Regions from separate parts of the Columba livia genome. Here region 2 is linked to region 1. A link is a contact called in public Hi-C data. All regions are on one chromosome and are shown on one strand. The core of a region is the stretch at or near the end of the contact, and the rest is flanking DNA. Distances in the headings are between cores, read along the strand shown.

Region 1 (6,444 bases), core at 2,469-4,968:
TATCCTTTTTTAACCAAAATTTTCAACTGCTGGTATTGCTGTGGGTGGATTTCCCTCCGAAGGCACATGCAGTTTGAGCTGCCCTTCGTTCCCATTTCCAGTGATTTAACAAAAGATTTCTGCCCAAGTAACATAAACAGTAAGTCTTTATACATTTTTTTTTAAAAGATGTTCTCAGGTTTCCCACTCTGTTTTTCCAGAGATCACCAGATAAATAGGCCTCAGGAAAGATATACCAGGGAAGGCAACTATAAATACTCGAAAAATGTCGAGAATAAGTGTCAAGGCTTAATGCATAGCTAATGGCCTAATCTGCAGTTTCATCACAAGACATTTGTCTCCTTGCTTGCTTTCACTGAAGTCTCCCTGTCCATTTAAAGTTTATTTAAATCTGTCCATTTAAAGTTTATTTATCCTACCCAAGAAAATTCATTTCCTATTGATAACCTATTCCTCCCCAGTTTGGAGAATACAGCTCATCCCTGCATCCTTGGGGCCAGAGCAACATGGACCTGGCTTTGCTCATGGCTTGTAAAGGTGGCTTAAGACTGCCACCCTCTTCCCTTAGTCCCATCAGTGCCAAAGAAAAGGGATGGGGAGATAAATAATCCTGCCCAAAGAGACTAGTGCTAAAACAGGATCGCTGAGTTTGGCCAATGCATTTGCTTACTTGCTGTCTCATCTGGGGTGCTCATCAAGAGGTACCCACTTATGCATGACACTGGTGATCTTAGTTCATTCCCAGAGGTTGCTATCACACCAGGCACCGAGTTTAGGTCACCAGTTCTCAGAACTGTATCTTTTGCCCCAGAGACTGAAAATTAAACTTTTTTTAAACAAACAAACAAACAAACAAACAAACAAAACAAACAACCACAAAACCCTCTATTTCCCTTGTCAATGCCAGTAAAAAGAATGTAAGTCTGAGTGAGAGCATGTGGCTGGTTAGCTGTCTGCGTTGTATGCCCTGGGCAGGACGAGGCTCATATTTGGTGCATGTCATTGCTTCTGTCAGTCGCCTTGCTGGAATCTGTTTTCAGTTGCTGCTGAGACAAACTCACCAGTCAAAATATTGACGCTTTTCAAGTCCAAGTCAGCAAAGTTTCCCGTAAGCAGTGTTTTACATTGCATTTGCATGAGTTGCTTTTTTGGTTGTCTCAAAACCTCCATAAACAGAGTTCAGTCATTAATTTTACTCTTCTATTCAATGCTGGTAATTTGTACATTGTGCCTATCCAGCGCAAACCAGGGAGTACAATGTTGGTGCTATGCTGCAGGACATCCAAAATGTAGGCAAATCCATTGTTTTGTGCTGAGATGAACCTAATGTTGAGCACTGATATTTTGCTAAATTAGGATACATGCTGGGTAATCTTCCTTCTTCGGTAACAAATACAACTTCTATGGTGTTGTGAGTTGGGTCTGTTTGAGTGCTTGTATCTCTATAGGAAAGTCATTCTTTAAAGGTGCTTTTTTTACTCATGCTCCAGCTGAGTTTGCGAAAGGTTGTTTCTGTCCAGCATCCAGTGACACTGTACCTGCCCCTGGTAAAACACTAAACCTTTGGTCTTCCCCCTTCTTCACCAAGAGATAGAGCCTGGCAGCCCTCACCAAATCTTGGGGCTCTCTGGTGACATGTGCTGAATAAAAAGGTATGTCTGGAGATCTTACAGTTCCCTCTCCCTGGGCTTGGTTGGAAATGTGGAAGCCCTGACAGCCACTTGGGATCCAAGTCAGCAAATGTCTGTGTGTGTCCCTGTAATTGTATTGCTTGTGTCGGCCTTCACAGTGAGTCAAGCCTCCACTTCTGAACAGAGGTGTTACTAAATTAGAGGGACTGGCTGACATGGTCAATGACAGAGCCTCAAGCTGGAGGGACTGCATGAAATATGAGAGCTGGATCAACCAAAACCTCAAGGTTTTCAACAAGTTGAAAGGGGTGACAATTTTCCTCAAGCCTGCGGCAGAATATCCACCTGCATCAATGCCAGCTGAGGACCAGCTGGACACGTAGCAACCCTTCCATGAAGACCATGGGTGATGGTGATGCTGTGTGAGCCAATGGTGCATGATCATCAGGAGTAGGGCAAACCATATCATGGGCCATTTGACAAGGAACATGTCCAGGATGTCCAGGGAAGTTTTTATTCCTTCTTGCTTGGTGGTAATGAGGCTGACCCAGCATTGGGCCCCCCAGTTCAAGAGAGTTGTGGACAAACTGGATTGGACCTAGTGGAGGGCTACCAAGAAGGTCAGGGGTCTAGAGTACCTAATCTTTGAAAGAGGTAGAAGGCATTCTGTTGGAGTGAATAAAGGACTCCGCACTCTGATTCAATGTGAATCACACTAGAGCCATTTATTACAGAAACAAGCCTCCTTATATATGCAACTATTCTCTGATCACACGTCCACGCTCCAAGCATGCATTTGCTAATTGGATATCATCTATGGTCACGAGCTGTCCACGCGCTGAAGTCTCACTGCTGATAGGTCCATTGATTTGCACCACGTTGAGGCCTTGTTATTGCGGAGTTGCTTCTCTCTCACAGAAGGTCCCGTTTACTGCTCTGAGTTGGCCTTGAAATTCCTGGCTGGTTCAGTAACAAGTCTCCATCTAACAGCAACCCCTCCACAGTATTAGGCTTGTTCAGCCTGGCAAAATGGAGGCTGGGGTGATCTAACAGAAGCCTGCATCTACTTGAAGGGCAACTGCAGAGATGCTGCAGATTCTTCTTGATAGTGGCAGCTGACACCATGAGGGACAACAGCCACAAGCCACAGCTTGAGAAATTCAAACTGGACATTAGGAAAAACTTATTTCTCAGCTATTTAAGGAGGGGGGAAAATCTCTTTTCTTAAGAGATTTTCAGAGTTCGTCTAGAAAAAGCCACAACCGAGCTGATGTGTTCAAGCAGAAGGGTGGATGAGACCTCCTGAGGTTCCATCCTACTCAAAGTCCTGTGATTCTACAAAATCAGGGCATTAACATCTTTTATTTATTTTTCTCTTTATTTTAAAGACAATGCTCAACCAGACTTCCATGATTCAACAAGTAAGAAAACAAAGAAATAAACCCCCAAGCAAACAAGCAAGCAGGCAAACAAATAAAATCCTAAGTAAACAAGCAAGCAAACAAACTAGCAAAACCCCCAAAGGACAAATGAGTCTTGTTTATTTAATTCCCCAGTCTGTAATCAGTCTCATGATTTATATGGATTTAATACTACTTTTTTTTTTCTTCTTCTTTTTTTTTTTTTTTTTAAATGTTTTTTGCATTGGCTGGTAATTTGTAGCCTTGAGTGGAGTCACATGTGAACATTTGCTAGCTTGGCCTCTATAAATTTGCAGCACCTGGTAAGTGAAGGAAAAGGGTTTAGCTAGAAGTGTAGATGAGAACAGTTCTAACTGTGTGTAAGGCCTGTGCTTGATTCAGGATCTGTATACATCTACTTGAAGCATGAGGACTTGGAAATAGCTGTTCTGTTATAAACTTCACTTGCAACCTCCAAAAACAAAATCAATGTGTCTTTCATGAAGAATTAAAACAATCATGTTTTTCCAAGCCACTAGGGGCAATAAAAGTGAAAGAAATGAAACAGTTAAAAGAGTTGAAGAGTTTGTCACGTGCTCTTGTTTGGGGCAATGTCCACTTCCGCTCATGCTGGGATTCTCAAGCCCGTCTTTGCTGTGATGATCCTTGAAGCAATGAGCCCACTTGAGATGAGGCTGAAGAATGAGATCCATGGCTTGATGCATAGTTACCTTTGATCCTGCCTGGCAAGTAAGCAAAGGGGAGGAGAAAAAACAGAAGAAAAGAAAAAGGAAAACACTGACACACTGACTCAGCACCTTTCACACTGTAAGGTTTGAACTGTTTGCACAGCTTCTGCACCTTGCCTGTGCTCCGTGTTCCCAGCTACAAAGCACATTTGTGTCGCCTTCCAGCCTGTCGTCCTGCAGTAAGTCACTCCATGAGCACTATGGATGCAAAAGCCATCTCTGGAGGTGAGGAAGAAGCCTCAGGAATGAGGAGCAAGACTCTGGATGAGAGCGGCCGCTTGGGAGAGATCAACAGGAAACAAGCTATCCATATTGCCTACCTGATTGCAACTCTGGATCTGACCTTCCTCTTCATGCAGTTTGGAGTCATGCCTGTGAGTATGGGTTGTCCTGTTTCACAGCATGTCTTGCATTCGATGCCAATCTATGTTGCTTTCCAGCAAAGTCAAAAGAGAGTTTCTAGCAGGAGAGGGGAAAGTGTACTCCTGCCTAGCAGGCAAGCTATGACTGTGTTCAGGGTGTTCCCAGGCAGTAAAAGCTGGTTTGTTATTTGTACTGCAGTAGCACCTAGAGCCCTTTCTTGGCCTGATGGCCTGGGGTGAAGAAGTTGTAGTTTGTGTCTTCTTGCTGGTGGTGGGAGAGCAATCCAACAAGCAGGCAGCAGAAATGAGGGATTTCAGATCAGAGCTGGGTTTAATAAGGACATAAGAAACCAGCTGTGCATGGGAATTGTTGCTTCTCACTTACTGGACCCTTGTCTGGTGTCACGGAACCATTTAGGTTGGAAACAACCTTTATGATCATAGAGTCCAATCATTAACTTGACGGTGCCAAGCCCACCACTAAACCATGTCTCTAAGTACCATGTCTACATGTCTTTTTAATACCTCCAGGGATGGTGACTCAGCCACTCCCCCTGGCAGACTGTTCCAATGCTTTATAACGCTTTCAGTGAATAAATTTTTTCTAATATCCAATCTAAACTTCCTCTGGTGAAATTTGAGGTCATTTGCTTTCCTCCTATCACTTGTTACATGGGAAAAGAGACCAACACACACCTTATTAGAACCTTCTTTCAGGTAGTTGTAGAGAGCAATAAGGTCTCCCCTCAGCCTCCTTTTCTCCAGATTCAACAGCCCCAGTTCCCTTAGCTGCTGCTCACAAGACTTGTGCTCCAGACCCCTCACCAGCTTTGTTGCCCTTCTCTGAACTCTCTCCAGCACCGCAATGTCTTTCTTGTAGTGAGGGGCCCAAAACTTAACACAGCTGGGGTCTTGCCAGTGCCAAGTACAGGGGGATGATCACTGCCTTAGTCCTGCTGGTCACGCTATTTTTGACACAAGCCAGGATGCTGTTGGCCTTCTTGGCCACCTGGGCACACTGCTGGCTCATGTTCAGCTGACTGTTGACCAACACTTCCAGGTTATTTTTTGCCAGGCAGCTTTTCTGCTCTTGTGAGCTCATGGATCTGTGATACACATTCACCCCTCTCTCTGATAAGCCGCTGCCTTCTGGGAGTTGTATCTACTGGTTTTCTGCCTCCAGAGGCAAACTGCTCCTTACCCTGGGGGCTAAATCACTCCATGGTGCCCTCAGCCTGTAGGCTGAAAGTTTGTTTTTGGGAGATTGGTGTATTTGATCACCAATTGATTACAGAGGATCTGGGGACCTGGGTGCAGATCATGTACTAGGGAAGCAGGCAAGATTAGGGCACCTCCACACCTCCTGAGAGCTGAATTTGGCTGAGAGTTTTAAACAACTCTTAGCAGACAGCACAAAACAAAAATGTGAATCAGAAATAGCTGTCCCTTGAGTGTACAATTTTTAAATAAAAAAACCTCAGAGGACTGTGGATCTTCAGGGTGTGCAATGGTGGTTTTTTACAAGCTCCAGTTGTGGCTGTATAATCCAGATTATACATAAAGGCTGATATGGTGCTTGCATTGATTCCAGCTTGCTCAATTAAACAACAGCTCCAAGACCTTACCACAGTCACCTTCTGGGTGGTGCTCAGGCTGCCCCAGGTATCTCATTCCCCTAGCAGTAGCAGGATATTGCATTGGACTGCAAAGGTAAAGGGCGGTTCAGATTTGTCACCTTGTACAAAATTGATTTCTTCCATTTATCTTCCTTAGTGGATGGTGTGGGATGGAGGGGTTTAGTCTTTATTAAGCACCCAGTGTCTGACCCAGTGTCTCTAGGTATGGGGAATTGAAGGAAGTGCTTTTTTGAGCTGTAGTCTCCTCCACACAGACATTAAGCTCTTTATTCGAAAATACAGCATACTTCATTTCCTATGACCTGTTTTGTTTTGTTTTGGTTTATTTCTTTTTTAGTACTTGGCAAAGAGCCTAGGTTTGGATTCAGTGGGGTTTGGCTACCTTCAGACAACCTTTGGTGTCTTCCAGCTTGTGGGAGGTCCGATTTTCGGAAGGTGAGAACAGTTCTCATGACCCTTTTCATAGCTGAAAAAGGCCAGGCATTTTTATACTTTAGTAAAAATATCAAATAGTTCTGGTTTGTGGTTCTGTTGAAATGTTGAAGTTTTCATAAATGTGCAAAGGGAAAATAAATACTATACACAGAAATACCACAACACAGAAGCAGCCTTTATAGTAACTTAGCTATGTTTTAATGACACACATTTAAGTGTAACAATGTACT
Region 2 (5,956 bases), core at 1,120-3,619, 190 kb after region 1:
AGAGGATCTAAACAGGCTCCGGATCTTGAAGAGTTTTGTTACCTGCTGTAGTGCATCTCCCTCTCAAAGCAACATTTTTCTCCTCAATACATGGGAGTGTTCTGTCAAGGTTGAAGTCTCTCCATGATGGGGCTTTTCTCAGGCCATTCTGGCCATGTTCCAATTTTGATTATAGCTTAATGTTGAAAGGTTCCATCCCTGGTTCTCCCTCTCTCTCTTTTTTTTTTTTAATTAAAAAAAAAAGATAATAAGGCATTGCTAGTTAGAGCCAGATTAAAAACCAAACCAACAAACAACACAAGACTCAGAATGGAGAACTGGCATCAGCTTTTCAGAAGATCTCAACTTCTAACTACGCACTGAAATAAGCTCATGATTTTAACACGCCAAGCAAGCCATACTGTGACAGTCACAGCTCAGCTTCTGGAGAAGCTCAGCTTCTAGAGTTCTTTTGAAAGTGTTGTCTACAGCTTTCTGTGCCTGTAGAAAATCTTTCTTTTAAATCCATATATGTATGTGTGCATATATGTCTATGTGTGTGTATATATAAACTGCAAGATTTTTAATTTACAGTTCTACTGTAAAACAAAACTAAGATCATAAATCAGACAGACAACGACTGCTATACTCCAGCAGTAATAATTCACTATCAGACATTACATGTCTTCATCATTCCAGTGCCAGGATGTTACTTTTCTTTTTTTGTTGTTTTTTGCTAGCAACTAGCAAGTGTAATGACTGATAACTAAATACACTGGAAGTACAGAGTACAGCACATGCATAAGTTTAAGATAATAAAGGAGAAAAAAGGTGAGGAGAGAGGTGTCTAGAGAGATTATCCCAAGATTCCTCAGCAAAGATACTTCCTGGATGATAAGTCCAAGAAGTTATTAGTTGCTGAGCATTTAAATTTATTTCTGATTTATTTCTTAATTTTTCAATATGTTTGCCTGTGGCTGCTATGCTCCCTTACCTAGTGCAGGTTTTCTCCATGGAGTAAAAATGTTTGAAAGAACAATTCATTATAAGGCTTATGGTTCATGGCTGAGAAGTAGCACTTGTTTCTATTTCACATTTGTAAGAAGAGTGTTTTTCAGTGTCACCTGTCTCACACTTGGGAAATCTTTCAAGTTTCAGAAGAGCAAATGACTCCCTCAGCTTCCTCTGCTCTCTCCTATTATTTTTTGAGGATTTCAGGTTTAGTTAAAGAGGGAATTAAATTCACATGAAATCCCACTCAACTGTGCGCTGATTACCCACCAGCCACAAACAAGACAAGACTTAACACATCCAGAACCAAGGAGTCATTCTGGAGAACCAAAGTGAAAACAGGTGCTCCTCATTCTGAGCATGAGGAACAAATCTGAGACATTGAAGTGGAGCCAGGCTCTTCTGTTCCTCCAAACAGAATCATCACCGAATACATACGATATTCTAAAAACAAAAGCCACATCATGAGCTTGAACTACACTCAATATGAAGACTTCTGATGGGATTTGGACCAGGCTTTAAAAGCTGGGAAAGAATGACTATGCTAAAAGTCAACACTGGATTTCCACCATGAACATGAATCATTTGGCATTTTTAATGGCTAATTTACTGTTTCAGTATATTGTGAGCTATCTTATACCATAGTTTTATTCTCTAGGGCATTCCTGGTAACTTTAGTAGGTGACCAGGACTTCTTTGGGTTTGATACCACTCTTCTACACAAAGCAAAAAATCCTTTGGCTCTTGTTAAACAGGAAAACCAGCCAGATTCTTGGGGTTGCTGGAGTTAAGACATGGAAGCCACAAGAAATACAACTTCATATTAAAAAGAAGAGTACCTGTTGCACTGAAGGCCTCGTCTTAAATCACAGATTTACACAGTATTTTAGCCTTTGATTCACTTGCACAGTTCTCTCCCTCTCATTTTTGTACACTACTAAAGACACACATTTTAAAATCACTATATAATCTTGACTTCTTTCCCAGCGGGAATGGAGCAAAGCAGCCAGCAGACAAATGCAACTTTGGCTCAACAGAAGATTCGCCTTTGCCAGCTCCCTTGGGTTTTGTTCTCCCTATAATATCCATGATCTCCCTTTTCTTTTTCTTTTCTTGACAGAGCAGTTTGGCTAATTTGAAGATAGAGTTAAATGTAATTAACTGCCCCCCTAACAAGAGCATGCCAGTTTAATTGGTAAGATTCCCTGTAGGGAAGGCATTTAATTAGAATGATTGAATCCCTATGAGGAAGCCACTGTCAGTGGTAAACCTAAAAACCTTTGCTCAGCACTTGTACAGCTTTGGTTTTGCGTATTCCCTTCTTTAAATGTTCTTTATTGCTCCAGGGATGGCAGCAAGTCATCTCCCTGTCCCCCAGCCATCAACTCCCCTGGGCTTTAAGCACTGGGCAAAGTCTAGGTACATATTAAAACCAGTAGTAGGACTCCGAAAGGAGAGTGTATTGTCCAGACAAACAGATTCTGAACACCCAGCGTGAACCAGACTCACTAAAATCTGAGTCTGTCAGAAAAGATCTGGTTCCAATTGTGGGTACTCTGTCTTGCTGAAAATGCTGCCACATGTGCTACTGCTGAGCCCCATCATTCAAGAGGGCTTTTAATGTGGAACAACTAAGAGGTAAAACAGAGGCACCATTTTAGCATAATTCATGCATCATATTTTGTAATATTTTGTAATACAACTATAACTCTATCTTCTGCACATCCTTACAGTAGCCATGAGTCTGCCTGTATGTTTTCAGTGCCACAGGCTCTTAGGATTTCTGTACACACATCCACCAGCCGAAAAACAAGTCCACTGCATTCCTGGATTCTTAGCACAGCAAGTACAGTCCTAAGAGACTCTCTCTTAGGCAGAAAGAAATTAGAACATAAAGTATTACGGAAGAAGCCCAAGAACAACAGAAGTATATGCACAAGTACTATGTGACACACCCTGGCAACACACCAGATTGCCTGCTCTTCTACCATTGCTCTTCAGTAAAGCTCTTCTTCAAACTCTAGCTAAAAACCCAAACAGCAGGACTGGAGAACACCTGCTGTGAATATCACAGCCTAAGGGCAGACCAAAATGCTGCCATGGGACCAGAGATACCTCGGCTCTCAGAAGAGGACTCAGATCCCTGCTGTTATTATAACAGAGCCTAAGAAAACAGTTAAAGTGAGGTCCCACTGTGCAAGCCATCATCTTTGCGGGGTGCAAGAATTACCACCTTAAAAACTGTGTAACCAATGGTGCATTGCTGTGAACCCTAAGAGTCAAATTCCTATCAGCAGAACTAGAAAAAGACACTACATCTCCCTGCTCCCACTCCAAGGGCCAAGTGTCTACACCAGAGGGATTTTTGAAGTTGACTATTTAGCTATAAGCAACAGATAAGGCCTGGGGTTTTTTAAAGCTTACAGAGCTTTGATATGAGTTGTTCCAAAACGCTGCAGTAATACTAGGAATATGAATAGGAAGAAGGCTGCGCGGACATTTTTCCCTTATGTAAAAATTTATCTGATGCATCAAAGAAGAAATTGGAAACCACTCAAAACCCCTGTAGAGAGAGAAAGTAATTATAAAACTGAGGATGCAGTCTGTGCACTCTGCTGACTATGACACAGTATTACTAGAAAAAAGAACACATTATTAAAAAATAGATCAGACCCAGAGCCGTATGTGCTAGCCAACAGACACCATTAGTGATTGTGTGAGGAACCACAGGTCTACTGTAGTAGATGGATTCTGTAGTCTTTACTTAGGAAAGCTATTTTTCATGCCAGCATCTCCAGACAGCATTTTGGCCCAAGTAGGCAACAGCAGAAAATTGTTTATGTACACATGAGCACAGCTGAAGTTCCCCCCAGTCTGTGTGCTCAAGCGTCAGGTGACAACAATCCTCATATGCACCAAACCCACTAGTGATGGATGCAGCAGAAGAACATACAGGCTGGTTTTTAAACAGGTTTTCTTGGTGGACTCTGGCTGGATTATGCTAAAGTTAAAAGAATGACAAAGTGTGAGGCATGCAACAGCTCTCTGTGCATTAAGAAGTGATAGTGCCATCTTACTGGAAGAACTCCTGGTCTGAGATGGTGCTTGTGTGCAAGAGGTGGTTGAGCCCTGCATGTGCAGAATCACTCGAACAGTTCATTTCTCCATCCTTTCCCTGCTTGGAGGCACTGAGCCGGAAGAGGCTGGAGCAACGCAGGGCAAGTTCCAAAGCATCCAGCCAGCATCGGCCTGTGAAAACAAAAGGAATTATCTAAGCACAGGAGAGTAAATAAGACAATTCATTCATTGCTTCTCAAAAGCTTGTTGCCTAGGAGTAAAGCTCATTAGAATTCAGGAAGTCATTGTGTACAATAACCTATTTTTCATATACATAATCCCTAGGTTATCTTGCCAGAAATGGTGCATTTTAGTGGCTGCATGAAAGGCACATCTGCACAGGTAATACAATGGGAAGCTGTCCTGGTTTCGGCTGGGATAGACTTAATGTTCTTCCCAGCAGCTGATTTAGTGCTGTGGTTTGGATTTATCATGAGAATACTGCTGGTAACACACTGATGTTTTAGTTGATCCTAAGTAGTCAAGAACTTTTCAGTTTCACGTGCCCTGCCAGGTGCACAAGAAACTGGGAGGGGGCACAGCCAGGACAGCTGACCAAAACTGGTCAAACGGATGTTCGACATCATATGACACCATGCTCATTATGTATTTTTGGGGAGGGAGAAGGAAGAGGAGGATGTGTGGAGTTACAGCATTTGCGTTCCCCAGTAACCATTACGTGTGATGGAGCCCGGCTTTCCTGGAGATGGGTGAACACCTGCCTGCCAATGGGAAGGGTGAATAAATTTCTTGTTTTGCTTTGCTTGCCTGCGTGGCTTTTGCTTTACTTATTAAACTGTCTTTATCTCAATCCATGAGTTTTCTCACTTTTACTCTTCTGACCCTCTCCCTGTCCCATCTGGGATGAGAGAGTGAGTGGCTTTGTGGGGTTCAGTTGCTGGCTGGTGGTAACCCATGACGGAAGCTCACCTCAACTCCCTCTCCCCTAATAGCGTCTCTTCCTCTAAACTCCCACAACCTGTTCACATCTCCTTTTGCCCTTTTCTGATTTAGTCTGAAATGCAGGAAATGTGTACAGATACGGTCCTTTCAAACCACCTAGCAGCTCATGATTGCAATCAATACACCCTGATAACATGTTCAGCATCTGGCATCCCCATGACGCACACTCCCCAATGGCAGGGAGACACCAGGGCACTGCGCCGTGCAGGAGAGGCCCCTGCTTGGTGTGGGATCACTGAACCACAAGCAGGCTCGAGCATCCCAAAAGGGTGTAGTGCTGCAGTAACAATCTCTCAGAACAAGAGCCAGGAAGATCAATACTTGCCAGACTGATTAAGATTAGAGGCAGTTGCTTGTCAGGCTGTTTATTTTTCCTTTTCTCTTTATTTTTTCCCTTTTCTCTATTCCTTCTCCCTGCCCAGTCCACCAGACAATGTGGGGGGAGCATCAGTTTTCCTTATCTTGTCACCAAAAATCTTTACCTGAAGGGTCTACTTTGTAATACCAGAAACAATAAGCATGACACAGAGATGAGACAAACCACAGTTCCCACACACAGCTTCACCAGACTTTTTTAAGGCCTGCGCAGGTCCCACAGGCAGGCAGCAAAGGAAAATCACAGGAATCCATACAGACCCTCGGCTCCTTCTGCAATGATCCATACAAGTCTGCAAAGCTGTGTGTTAGCATAAAAGCCAAATCACCACAATGTTGGAGTCACTGTGTTCGGGGAGCATCTGAAAATAGCCTGCTTCTGTAGCGCAGTCATTAATGAGGCCAAGACACCTGCAAATTGGCTGAACATTCAAGAACTGAGGTACCAAGGGAGTTATCCTCTAATTTCAAGCATGTAAAACAGAGCTCTTCATTACGCTCCTCAGAATAT

The links. A called contact is a pair of places that touch in the nucleus more often than the background predicts.
Region 2: a Hi-C map of crop shows a contact between it and region 1, with 2.5 times the contacts expected there. The contact joins the enhancer-like site here to the promoter of SLC22A18 in region 1. A contact is called at or near these places in 2 of 2 Hi-C or Micro-C datasets (crop and liver).

What each region holds. Positions count from the first base shown.
Region 1 is chr5:53,079,188-53,085,631 of bColLiv1.pat.W.v2, forward strand. SLC22A18 (solute carrier family 22 member 18) reads left to right here and starts at 3,719. Exons shown (of 11, transcript XM_005499249.3): 1 at 3,719-3,859; 2 at 3,946-4,154; 3 at 6,117-6,214. The coding sequence starts at 3,972.
Region 2 is chr5:53,272,187-53,278,142 of bColLiv1.pat.W.v2, forward strand. It overlaps OSBPL5 (oxysterol binding protein like 5), which reads right to left. Exons shown (of 23, transcript XM_065065193.1): 9 at 4,068-4,239. Among named protein-coding and RNA genes, the nearest start is that of CARS1, 39 kb to the left of the region's middle. Within about 2 kb of position 2,370, at least 1 of the 3 cell types and tissues checked has an H3K27ac peak away from gene starts, as active enhancers do.